2 separate regions of the Mus musculus genome follow, and region 2 is linked to region 1. A link is a contact called in public ChIA-PET data. All regions are on one chromosome and are shown on one strand. Each heading gives the region's core, a stretch centred on a gene start, on an enhancer-like site or on the middle of the called end of the contact. The rest is flanking DNA. Distances are from core to core; before and after follow the strand shown.

What was found. ChIA-PET counts read pairs in DNA pulled down with a chosen protein or histone mark.
Region 2: an RNA polymerase II ChIA-PET map of memory CD8 T cells shows a contact between it and region 1, with 89 read pairs. The contact joins the promoter of Etv3 here to the promoter of Sh2d2a in region 1. A contact is called at or near these places in 2 of 39 promoter capture datasets (cranial neural crest and embryonic stem cells), 5 of 484 Hi-C or Micro-C datasets (CD8 T cells, Th1 cells, memory CD8 T cells and 1 more) and 6 of 115 datasets of contacts at active chromatin or transcription factors (effector CD8 T cells, embryonic stem cells, large pre-B cells and 3 more).

What each region holds. Positions count from the first base shown.
Region 1 is chr3:87,844,727-87,850,765 of GRCm38.p6, forward strand. It overlaps Sh2d2a (SH2 domain containing 2A), which reads left to right and starts at 2,029. Exons shown (of 7, transcript NM_021309.3): 1 at 2,029-2,381; 2 at 2,911-3,065; 3 at 3,632-3,813; 4 at 4,337-4,426; 5 at 4,585-4,753. The coding sequence starts at 2,348.
Region 2 is chr3:87,521,638-87,527,698 of GRCm38.p6, forward strand. Etv3 (ets variant 3) reads left to right here and starts at 3,941. Exons shown (of 5, transcript NM_001083318.2): 1 at 3,941-4,022; 2 at 5,621-5,679. The coding sequence starts at 5,634.

The DNA of each region.
Region 1 (6,039 bases), core at 779-3,278:
TCTAGTAGTTCCTTTTACTGTATAGAAACTTTGTATTCTTGTGTTGTGCCATCTTTAATACTCAGGACTAGTTCCTGCAACCTTGGTATTCTGTTCAGAAAGTTCTTGCCTTCCCCAGTGTCTTGCAGAGTATTCCTTATGTTTTCTTCTAGACGTTTCCATTCTTAAATTAAGGTCTTGGATCCAATTTGAATTGATTTGTGTTTAAAAGGAGAGATGTAAATCTAATTTTATTATTTTGCACATGGATATTTAATTTTGCCAGCACAGTTTGTTGCATGGGATTCTTTTCACTGCATGCTTTTGAAGTGGAAACTTTTGGTTTCATTGGAAAGTCAGTGATGTCAAATGATGTTTTGCTGGGGCACACGGGTGAAAGGATGTTTTGCTAGACAGACACGTGAAAGAATGTTTTGCTGAAGCAGACACAGGTGAAAGGATGCGTGATGAAGGGATGTAAATATGACCCCCCCCCAGACAGTGGGAGCTAGAACATTGGTTTGCTTTGCTCTGCCTCACTATTCTTTGCTGACAACATGCATATATTGGTTTGCCTTATGTTGCATTGCTGAGCTCTGCCTATGGTGACTTCATAAAAAGAAACTCACCAAAGAACTTGTCCTGAGGTTCCTGCAACTTCTTGCCATTTCCTCGGCCTCTGGCAGGTTGGCAACCCTTTTGGATTCTTCGGGATTGAACTTTAGTTGCTGATTCGTGAGTGGTGATTGCTGAATGGATGGAGTGCAGCTGCTGACTCATGTTTGGTGTTTGCCACTGGACTGGATTACTGATATCCTGACAATGAAGATTGGAAACACCCCCAAAGAACTATTTCTAAACAGGTCCACTTTCCCCATGCCCTAATAACATTTCTTTTCCACTACCTCTGGTGGGTGGTGGGCTAGAGGGGAGGTTGAACGCTTATTAAAGTAGGCTGAGAAAAATTTATGCCTATATGCTTTTGTCTCCTTTGTCAAAAATGAAGGGGACATAGCTCTGTGAGCTTCTTTCCATGGTCTCTGCTCTCTTGCACTGGCATAACCCTCTCCTTTCATGCCAGCACCAGGATGTCTTTATCACCATGGCTATGTCTGGTGTTGGCTATTGTGATATTCCAGATGTGGTCTTTGTTATTTGTTTGTTTGTTTTCCAAGACACTTTTTTTTTCTATATAGCCCTAGCAGCGCTAGAACTCACTCTGTAAACCACGCTTCCCTCAAACTCAGATATCCCCCTGCCTCTGCCTTCTGAGTGCTGGGCCTGGGATAAAAGATATGCTGTCTTTTGCATTTCTAAATACTGTTAAATACTTTGGTGTAGGTCATAGGATCTGGTTTCCTGGGTAGATGCCAAAAGATGCAGAAGACCCTGCCTGTCCAGTATACCCTGCCTCTGGTACCTACCTCTTACAAGCTCCACAGCCTCCCAAGATAGCAACTACTTGCTTGGAAGCACACAGTGGACAAAGCTGTGAGATAGCTCAGAGTCAACCCCAACAGCCAATCCTGCCATTCCTAGCAGCGACCTGTTTAGTTAGAGAATCCCCTAAGGTTGCTTAGTGTTGCCCTAATCTAAATCCACCATCTGCTCAAAGATGAACATCAGGCCCCTCCTCTCTAACCCAGGTCTCGTGGGTCCCACATAGCTAACCGAGTCCCCAGCAGCTGGAGCAATGGCTCTGTGAGCAAAGTCCCTGCTATTCAAGCATTTAGGCTGAGATAGGAACCTCAGTGTGCACATGTCCGTGGCCCCAGTGCTGGTTTAAGAGGAGATGAGTGAATCCCAGGGGGTTAACTGACCTGCCAGTCTAGCTGAAATTATGAGCTCAAGGCTCAGTGAAAGACCTTGTCTCAATAAGGTGGAGAATGGTTGGGGAAGCCACTTGCCTCAACCTTTAGTTTCCTTGTTACACATATAGGCAAGTGCACCTGCGGTATAACACATACGTTGAACAAGCACAGACACATATACGTATATACACAAAAGTCCTTCCAGAGGTCTGACCCACATCCTTCCTGTTGCAGCTCTGCCCCACTCACCTCATGTATCTTCTCAATGCAAACTTCTGAGTATGAATCTCTGAGAAGCCTTATAACACTTTTGGAGAAGGGGACAAAGGTCAGATAGCAAGAACACCTCACACCTAACAGAGTAGCCCACCACTACCCCAAGTGCCTGGCTTCCAGAGACAGGACTGGTGTGTTACTGCACTTTCCATGACGTGGGTCCTTTTCGAGACAAAGGAGGTGGGTAAAGCGACATTTCCTGTCCCTGGGGGAAGGAGGGAGAGGAGAGATGAGCAGCTGCCGAGTGTGCACCTCCTTTGAGAGCACCCACACCTGCTTCCATGGAGTTCTGCTTGGCCCAACCATGCCCCCAAGGTACGTATAAAGTTTTCTCTCTGCTCCCTTCCTGAGCCTCAGCCTCCACTTCACAGCTAAGCAGTTGACCCAAGCCAGAGCTGCCTTAGTGTCCACTGCTTCTACTCCATCTCTGGGGCTCCACATCTCTGCATCCCTGAGGGCAGGGGACAGGATCCCAAGAGATTTTTAGGAGCCTGGAATGGGAGGGTGAAAGACAGAGGAGTCGAGATCAAGGGAAGGCCTGGCCTAAGGGACTACCTCTCTACGGGGCTTCCAGGCCTCAGAGGCTCAGCCTAGACCCCAGGGTTCTCCCTTTACGGACAACCCTTCTCTTGCCACCAGTCCCTTTGAAACACCTTGACTCCTTATTCCTATCCCTGGGATTCCCACCCGCTACCTCCCTGGTACACACTTGCACTTCTCCTGTCCTCATGACTGTCCCTGTTGGGAAAAGCCCCTTTGGAGATGTTTAAGAGCCTGAAGTAAAGAAGGGAGGGAAAGATGGCCTGCCTCTGGGAAACCCCACCAGCCTCCCTTGTGCCAACAGGGAATCATGAAGCTACTTCATCAACCTTCAACACCTTCCAGCCAATGAACCTGACCCAGGGGAGATGCCAGAACTTGAGTTGTGGGAGCAGGCCCAGCATGCAAGTTATGAAGGAACAGGGGGTTCAGCTCAGCCCCAGAACTAACCACACGGTGGTGAGTAGAAACCTAGGTGGGTGCAGCTGCCTCATCCACCACCATCCTCTCGAGGATGAGGGTGTGCACATGAACCCATGTCAAAATGCAAGCTGGGGACCGGAAGCAGGAAGTGGGGAGTTCCTTCCTCCCGTACATAGCTACCCACTTGCCCTCAGTTTCTCTGGCCCTGAAAAATCTCAGGCCCAGTCATCAGGGGACCAGGACACAGTACACTGACACCAAATGCAACTGTCTGCATGCTGTGCCAGCACGTCCATTTGCCCAGAGCATTCCAGATCTTTCTTCAGTCCCCTTTCCTCTCACCCACCAGCTCAGTCTCCTTTATTAGAGATGAAGTCACCCTCCCCTGGCCTGAGGTGACTTCCTGTACCATCTCCTGCCCTCTGGGGCCAGTATGGAAGATACAGAAGGAATTTAAGTCAGTGACCTTAGAAAGGACTTTCTGGGCAATCTCACCCTAAAATAGACTGGGGGAGGGGCTGGAATGAGGATAAACAGGAGGCAGTTTAGGGTTAGAAGTCTGCTAATCGTGGCCGCTTCTGTCCATGACTTCTCATGTCCAGGTCTCTGCCTCAGCCCCAGGAACTGCCTGGGTCCTAGGGAATGCCGATAGGGCAGAAGAGGTGCCTGGGAAAGGTGACCTGTCATTGCAAGCTGAGACCAGAGCATGGGTCCAGAAGACCCAGGCCCACTGGCTCTTGCTCAAGACTGCCCCTCTTTGGTTCCATGGCTTCATCACCAGAAGGTGAGTCACAGAGGAAGGCACAGGGTCCTGAGTCAGTCAGGGAAATCCTGACAGCGAGGACTCTCGTTTCCCAGGCCTCCATCTCTCAGCTCTCTCCTCCATTTCCTCGCTCTCTTTTTTAAAGATTTACTTATTTAAACACACCAGAAGAAGGCATCAGATCCCATTGCAGATGGTTGTGAGCCACCATGTGGTTGCTGGGAATTGAACTCGGGACCTCTGGAAGAGCAGTCAGTGCTCTTATCTCCAGCCGGATTCTCCTTTTCTCAATCCTCTTCTCTCTCATTATCTCCAGCTTTCAACTTCTAAACTCTATTTCTTTAACTACCATGTCTGTTGCTGCTGCGGCTCCCTCTCCATGCTACCCTGCAGATGAAGCCCAGGGTCTTTTAAGTAGGACCCCTGTCCCCTCGTCTTCACTTAGACTTGGTAGGCTTGCTTGGGGTGGAGGTGAGGGGTCCCTTAAGAGAGGAGACAGAACCGAGGTCGCAAGAGTCAAAACCAGCCCTACACTTCTCTCCAGGGAAGCCGAGAGGCTGCTGCAGCCCCAGCCTCTAGGATGCTATCTGGTGCGCTTCAGCGAGAGTGCTGTGACCTTCGTGCTGTCCTACAGGTGAGGGGCAGTCCTCGTTGACCAGCTGGAGGCGGGCTTCCTGCTAAGGGGCAAGCCCCTGTGCTTACCCACTCTCTCCAAGGAGGGCTCAGGGTTCTTCCCCTTCTCAGCCTGGTGGGGGAAGAAATGGCAAGTCTGACTCAAAGTGGCCCCTCCAGGAGCCAGACCTGCTGCCGTCACTTCCTCCTCGCGCAGCTAGGGGATGGGCGCCACGTGGTGCTAGGTGAAGACAGTGCCCATGCGCAGCTTCAGGACCTGCTTGAACATTACACAGAGTGCCCCCTCAGCCCCTACGGAGAGATACTCACCCAACCCCTCGCTCGACAGGTGAGCCCTTTACCCAAGTCCCATAACTGAGTGTCGCCGCCACTACATCCCCACCAGGTCCAAGTTACTGGCCTCTCTGCCTTTCTCAACCCAATCCATGACCGGCCACACTGGCTTACCCACACGTCTTCCAGAAAGGTGTCCTTTCATGGCCAGACCAGCCACAGACAGCAGGGTAACGAGAGGCAGTCAAATTAAGTGAAGTTTACTGAGTCTCCAAAGCAGGGGTGAGTGGGAGAGGTCCCCAGACAGATGGGCATCTCGCTCATAAACCCTACTACAAGTAGCAATGGCAGACAATCTAGTGGTGGGATGATCATGTGTGGTGGCGGTGGTATATGCTACTTAGCTTAAGAGAAGCTCTCAGGGAACCTCCACTTTCAAAAAGTGCAGACACTTCAGAACCATTGTGTGTTGAGCCAGAGGTTAAACACCGAAGAAATAAACAGTGACAAATATACCTATATCTCCTGGCCTTCGTGCGGCATCTATTCTAGGACAAGGCAGGTGCCATAAGTGATACAGAGAACACACTGATAACAGAAAGGATGCATGCTAGGAAGAAAGCCAAGCAGAGATGGAGAGCAGCAGGATAGGCAGTATGTCACACAGGGACAGTAGAGAAGGTGGGGGACATCTGAATAGAGGTCTGGATGGTTGTAAGAGGGAGCAGTGCAGACGGCTGGAGGGAAAGCTTTTGGGTTGAAAGTTACAGCAGGGGCAAAGACTCTGAGATGGGAGGATGTTTGATGTGTCTGAAGACTGAGCAGTGAGGAAGCAGCCTCACTGGATGATTGATGGATGGAGAGGTCAGAAGAGAGGTCAGAAGGGTGACGTGACTTAAGGGGCCCCTGTGGCTCTCACAAGGCTCTAAGGTTTTATTCTGAATAAGATTTGATTACACTGGGGAGTTAGAAGCAACAATCTCACCTGACAGGGTGGTGAGGGCCTGACCAGGCGGCAGGAGATGAAGATGGCTACAATGTTTCAGAAGGTGATGGGCGGCCAGGGCCAAACAAGGCCACTAGAGATGAAGACAGCTGCTATGTCAGTGTTTCAGCCAGCTGTTGATGGTTAGCACAGGGAGGTTGAAGGAGTAAGAGAGGGCCTGCTGGCTGTTTAGATTGTAGAGCAGGGTCTTTGCAGAACAAATGAAGAATGGAAAGACGTCTAGATGAAGGCTAGAGAAGGAGCCTGTCTGAGCCAGGTGTGGAAACATTTGTAGGCTGAGGTGTCAAGTCGGAAGCTGGGGGCTCAGAAGTAGCTGGAGGGGCTTGTCCAGCTCC
Region 2 (6,061 bases), core at 2,691-5,190, 320 kb before region 1:
GCCAAAATGCAAATAACATCTAGTCCAACTTTATTCTATAATTTATCTTCACTTTACTGAGGAGCACACTGCGGTATTAGAGGTGTAAATAACACCAATTTTATATCAGCCTTCGTGTCTTTGAGTTCATCTCTATCAATCATATTTTAGTATCTTTTTTTCTTCTTCTTCCTGGAATTTATTTATTTGCTCAGAGCATCATGTACTCCAGGTTGGTTTTAAATTCAGCATGTAGAGGAAGAAGATCTTCAACTCTTGGTCTCCTACTTCCCAAGTGCTGGGATTAGTGTTAGCTGGCACACTCCTCTGTGTACTGCTAGGAGTCTAACGTGGAGTCTTGTGTTTAACAGACAAGCACTCTGCCAACTGAGAATGTCCCATCCCCCACCCCCAGAACATCTTAGCATGATCACTTGACTGAGAAACTGAAACAGAGAATGACTGGCATGCATCACCCAAGGCTAGGCATCAGAAAGTAAGAAACCCAAAAGCCTGAATTCTGGGGACAAAAATACTTTTTTCTCATTAGATTATGAACCAAGTTTAAAACACTGAATCTACTCAAAGTTTGTAAAATTATGTGGTAACTGCTGTCAAGTTTGAGCTCTTGATACCAAGAATAGTGTGGAATCAGAGATGGTGGTAAAAGTAATTATGATCCAGAGTTTAGAAAGGCTATTATACTCTGTCCTCACCAAGAACATCAGTAGTGTCCCGTCTTAGCTAGGAGGAGGTGGACACTCAGGGGATGCTAATAGTGTCCAGTCAGAGAACAGATAGCAAACACAGAACAGGGACTGAAGCCTGGGTCTTGGAAGTCCAAGTTCAGGAAGGATACACTTTGGGGGGGGTGAGGTGTCCTGCCTTCTAGAGGTGACTAAGAAGTGGGTGCAGGAACACTCACCAGAGCCTCCACCTGACAGCAGAGGAAGAGGCATCTTTGGGTGCTTCTAGCGAAGGGACAGAGCCTATGTGGTGGCCTGCAAGCTAAGGCAAACACTCTAGGAAGAAGAAGTATGTCCATGACACAAGTCCTCGGAATAGAAACAGCAGCCTCTGCAAGAGTAGACAGGAGAGACTTTTATTATACACATGTTCAGGTAGGTTCAGGGTGTGGAAACCTTTGAGTGCATAAATAAAAATGGGAGCAGTTAAGTAATGCAAGCTGGAGGTAGGGAGAGGATTCCAATCCAGGAGGGGTTGTTGGAAGGAAAATAGAATTTCCTCTCTGATTTGTTTTGTTTTGTTTTGTTTTGTTTTTTGAGACAAGGTCTCATGTCACTCAGACCATCCCCAAACTCTCTGTATGGATGCTGGTCTTGAACTTCTGATCTTCCTCTACCTCCCAAGTGACTGGAATCAGTCATATGTCACTATGCCCTGCTCTTCTTTAGATTTAGGAATCAGAGAATAGCTGTATTTTAGTAAGAATGGAATTTTGAGAATGCATGGCTTAGAACGGAACCTGATCCTAGATGTGGGACAATTACAAATATGGGTGGGGAGGGGGAGGAAGGCAGCGTCAAAGTTACTTTGAGCAACTGGAAATTCAAGAGTGATTACAAGATAGCTTGACTAGTAGGCTATATCTAAGTGTTTCCACGCCCGTACTTGTAGAAGGTACATGCTCTCCCCATTTCAAGAGCATAAAGAATCTTCAACTTGTAAAAGCCTGTTTGCAACAGATGATGATGGCAGCCATGGAGTGGTGTACACAGTAGATAGGGACTTTGGTAAACTAGGTAGGAAGTCCCTATCCGTCCCAATCTGCCCCCTCCAGATCCCTCCCAGGTTCTGTCACACTGTTAAGGTTTCCAGTGAGCAACCCAAACCTTTGTATTGTCCAGTTTGCTTTATCAAAGCTAAATTCCCCTGTTAAGTTTCAGGCGATTAACTAAGTTCTCAGAATATGAACTCTGTTGAAATCTGCTGTGACATAAACATTTCTCAAGATATCAGTTCAGGCTCAAGCCAAATACTGAGGCCAGTTCATCTGTGTAAAGTGCGTTTATTCATCCTCTGTGACCCTAGTTAGAGAAATAGCCATAGAAAAATCTAGAGGAACTATCTACAGAAAGTATCCCCATACTCTGGCTACCAGTCCTCGATTATTGCTGGTGCTAGCCGTGCCCACCTAACCCATGAGCTGAAGGTTGGCAACCTCAGTTTCTGAAGAAACCGCTCATTCTGATCGCCTTGGTTTCGGAGTTGACAATGACTAAGGTTTGCATGAATGGTGTGAGACTTTGAGGATTCTTATCAGTCTCAAGATCATTTTCTCACCACCTAACCATATGCTATATTTACACTGTGCCATCCTCCGTCCTAAGTCGTAGAACATGGTGTTCACACATTAAATATCAAGGAAGTACTTATTGTAATCTCCTACGCAATAAGATACTACTAAACATCTAAAGGTGTCCACGGGAATACTCCAAAAATACTACATTCAAACAGAAGAGGAAGTGACAGTGACTACTTAACCGAGGTAACAAAGCCCATCAGTAGTTGAAGGCAAGAGGACTAAAATGTTATGTTCATTTCGCTCGGTGGTTCTCAGCCTTCCTAATGCTGTGACCCTTTAATACAGTTCCTCATGTTGTGGTGACCCCAACCATAAAATTATTTCCGTTCCTACTTCATAACTGTAATTTTGCTACTGTTATGAATTGCAATGTAAATAGGTTTAGACATAGGGGCTTACTAAAGGGGGTCAACCCACAGGTCGAGAACTGCTGATTCGGCTAAACCCTAGCATTTGTTCTGTAGACCCAAACATAGAAAATGGTGTTCTAGACTGGACAGAAGATGGAAACCATTATAAAGCAATTTCTATGCTCAGAGTGCTCATATTTCTAATCCTCTCAATGGTATTTAAATTTTGTTCATTTTACTGACTTTCAAACTAGAAGGGGCGGGAAAACTAGACCTCACCAACACTAGTCCTTCCTTTTTAAGCAGGTAAGGTAACCTTAGGCCATACTGAGTACTGAACTTATCTCAAGACCTCAAGAACTATCAATTATTAGTCTTGCATTGTGACACATATCTTTAATCCCAACAAGTGTGAGGCAGAGGCAGGCAGATCTCTGTGAGTTCGAGGCCAACCTGGGTCTCTACATAGTGCTTTCTAGGGCAGTCAGAGATACATTGTCAAGACCTCTGGCAAAACAAACAAAACAGTAGTAGAAGCCAGAAGGCCAGTTGTGGTAGTATATACCTATAATCCTACACACACAAGTACAGCATGAGATAATTACAAATTCATTGGCCAGTCTGGGAAGGGAGGTGCTAATAGGCATATCCAAAGCTAGAAGCCAACCTTTGATACAAATCATGGTAAGACTTCCATGTTCTGTGTCGTTCCCAGGAGGGAAAGGTTGTGATTGCATAAAGTTGTTGCTACGCACTCGTGCACTCGATGAAGACTTCAATTCTGCCTCTCATCTTCGCCTTCCCCCACTTTTCACCACTTTTCACTCTCATCCACTTAACCTTTACTGGTCCCAACACTGCCTCTGGAGGGAAACTAGGGCTGGGAACCATTTGGAATTACGGAAGCTGATTTCACATCCCTTATCACTAACTCTTGAACAAAATTTGTCTGGGACAAAATTGTAATTGCTTAATCGGGAACAAAAGGCAAAGGGAAAGGGAGGGGGGAGCGGTGTTTGAATGGCAAAGTCGTGCACGCTGTAACACTTGGACGAGGCAGATCAGGACTAAAAATGGAACAGTGCAAGGCAAGGCCAACTTCGCACGTGCCTCTGAAGCTCCTGTGCTCCTGTCAGCGCGGAAGAGCCTTCCTTCTGCAGAGGGTTCCAGCCCCGCGGCCTCCGAGCCACGGAGGGGCACCGGTACCTTCTGGGCGGAAGCCGTGCCGCTCACGACACCGCCCCCTCCCACCCTGGCCCAGAGTGGAAGTGACGAAAGCCGCCGCGGAGTCACTTCCTTCTGGGTGGATGAGGAGGAGCCCGAGCTGCCGCGGAGGAGCCCGAGTGGAGACGGACGGCGCCGGAGAGGTGAGACTGGTGGCGTCGGCGGTCGCGGCCCGCGCGGGCAGGACGGAAGGGACGCGGATGAGGGCGGCCGTGGAAGCCGCTGCGGACCAGCGGGAGCGGCGAGCCCCGCCGCAGGCCGGGAGGGTGACCGAGCGCCCTGGGGGAGTCGCGAACACCTGCAGACGCGCCTGCGGGCTCCGAGGGGCTGGATGGGCACATCGGGGGCCGGAGGATCGAGGAGAGGGTGCCCGGCTCGGGCGTCGGCCAGCGCGAGCCCACGGACACCAGGCTGAAGGGTGTTCTGGAGCAGGGAAAGGGCCCTGCGATCCGACAGCGCAGGGTAGGAGTTAGTCCCGGACAGTGTCCCAGAGCCTTGGAGAAATCGGTGTCTCTTCAACCCCATCATCACGGAAATGGGAGAGGAAGCTCTGCCCAGCCCTGGTGCCTTGTTACTTGTGTATATCCTGTGTGTGCCACTGTCTGTCTGTTGCCTCTTTCCTTGAGCCATTTGTCAGCTCCTGGATCCCGAGGGTTGTCATGGACTGAAACTTACTGTTCTCCTTAGTGTATTTGTCGTCAACGAAAATGCAGAACACCTAGAGGAATTCTAGGTTAGATGAAATTTCCAAGATTAGGAATTTGTCCCACCCCACCCTGGGGCCTCTGAAGCACCTGCAGTTGCTCCAGACCTGCTCTGGTTGGTGCCGGGGGCTGTCCACCCTGCAGGGTAATGAGAGTAAGTCAGGTCTCTCCTCCTCCGTCATTCCCGGTCAGTTTCACCCTCTCCTCCTATTCGCTGAAGGACTGACACAAAGCTGTCTGCTGCTGGGAACGGGAAATTTATTGAGGAACTATAAATCTGCATGGAATGAATTCAGATCCTAGCAAGATGCCTTCCTCCACCGGCCAGGCGATCTGAAGTACCTACTTTACCCTTTTTATTTCCCTGTTAAGTAGATGGCATAACATTTTTTTTCACAAAATTTTAGGAAAGTGACATGTTTCTTGTATGGAGTGGCTGTACACAGGACATGTTTACTTTCTGTATCTCAGAATACTGTTGGAAGGTGAGCCCAGTTTCTGACTGGAAGATGTCCTTCTCACACAATTCAAGAAATACGTAGGATCGGATGTTCCTTTTTGAATAGGGGATTTGGATTTTTTTTTTTCTCCCACTTCTTAAGTTGGTGTGTCTGGGTGAATTCAGGCTTGTGTATCTTGGCATCTGGGCTTGTCTACCAACAGAAAACAAACTGTGTGGCTTGCTTTTGCTGCCGTTTTGGACTTCTTTCACTGTTCCCTTCCCTCTCTTATGTCGGAGGGTCGGTTGGTCACAAGGAAGAAAGCAGATATTAAGGACAGTGTTTACACTTTGCGGCTAAGGTCAGGTGAGAGATAATTATGGCTTTTGAGGTGGATGACCCAAGGACCATCATTTGAGGACATGAGGATTACTAGTTTAGAGGTGACATGTTTGAAAGGTTAAAGAAGGCTTTGAAACGAAGTAAAGGCAACAAGAAGGATGTTGGGGGGGGGGAACTGTGACCCTCCCCCCCAAAAAAGCCTTAATTAGATAATTCATAACATCTCAAAATAGTAGTGTGACTTGTCTCTCTCAGCAGGAGGGCGAAAATGAAAGCAGGCTGTAGCATCGTGGAAAAGCCAGAAGGAGGTGGAGGTGAGCAGAAGTTCGTCATCGTCGCTGATAGATCTGGAATGTCCCTTGGTGCTTCCTGTTCTCCCTACTTGGGCTTAGTTGACAAATGCTAGACCACGACCGAAGGTCTCACAGCTGTCTAGATCTTGGTAGAGTGGCTGTAGGCCTGTTTCCTATGAATAAGCATATAGCTTTCGCACCCTACACACGTTTACTGCACGTTTTCGTGTCTGGGGATAAGGTGCCTTCTGCCATATGTCCCTAAAACATTAGTTTATCTTTCTTCTTTGTTCCTTTTTGACCTATCGTGTCAAATAGGTAATCTACATGGAAAGGTCACGAATTAGGGTATATAGGCACTGCTGCCCAACTTGTGTTAGATATCAGTGATTGCCACAAGTAT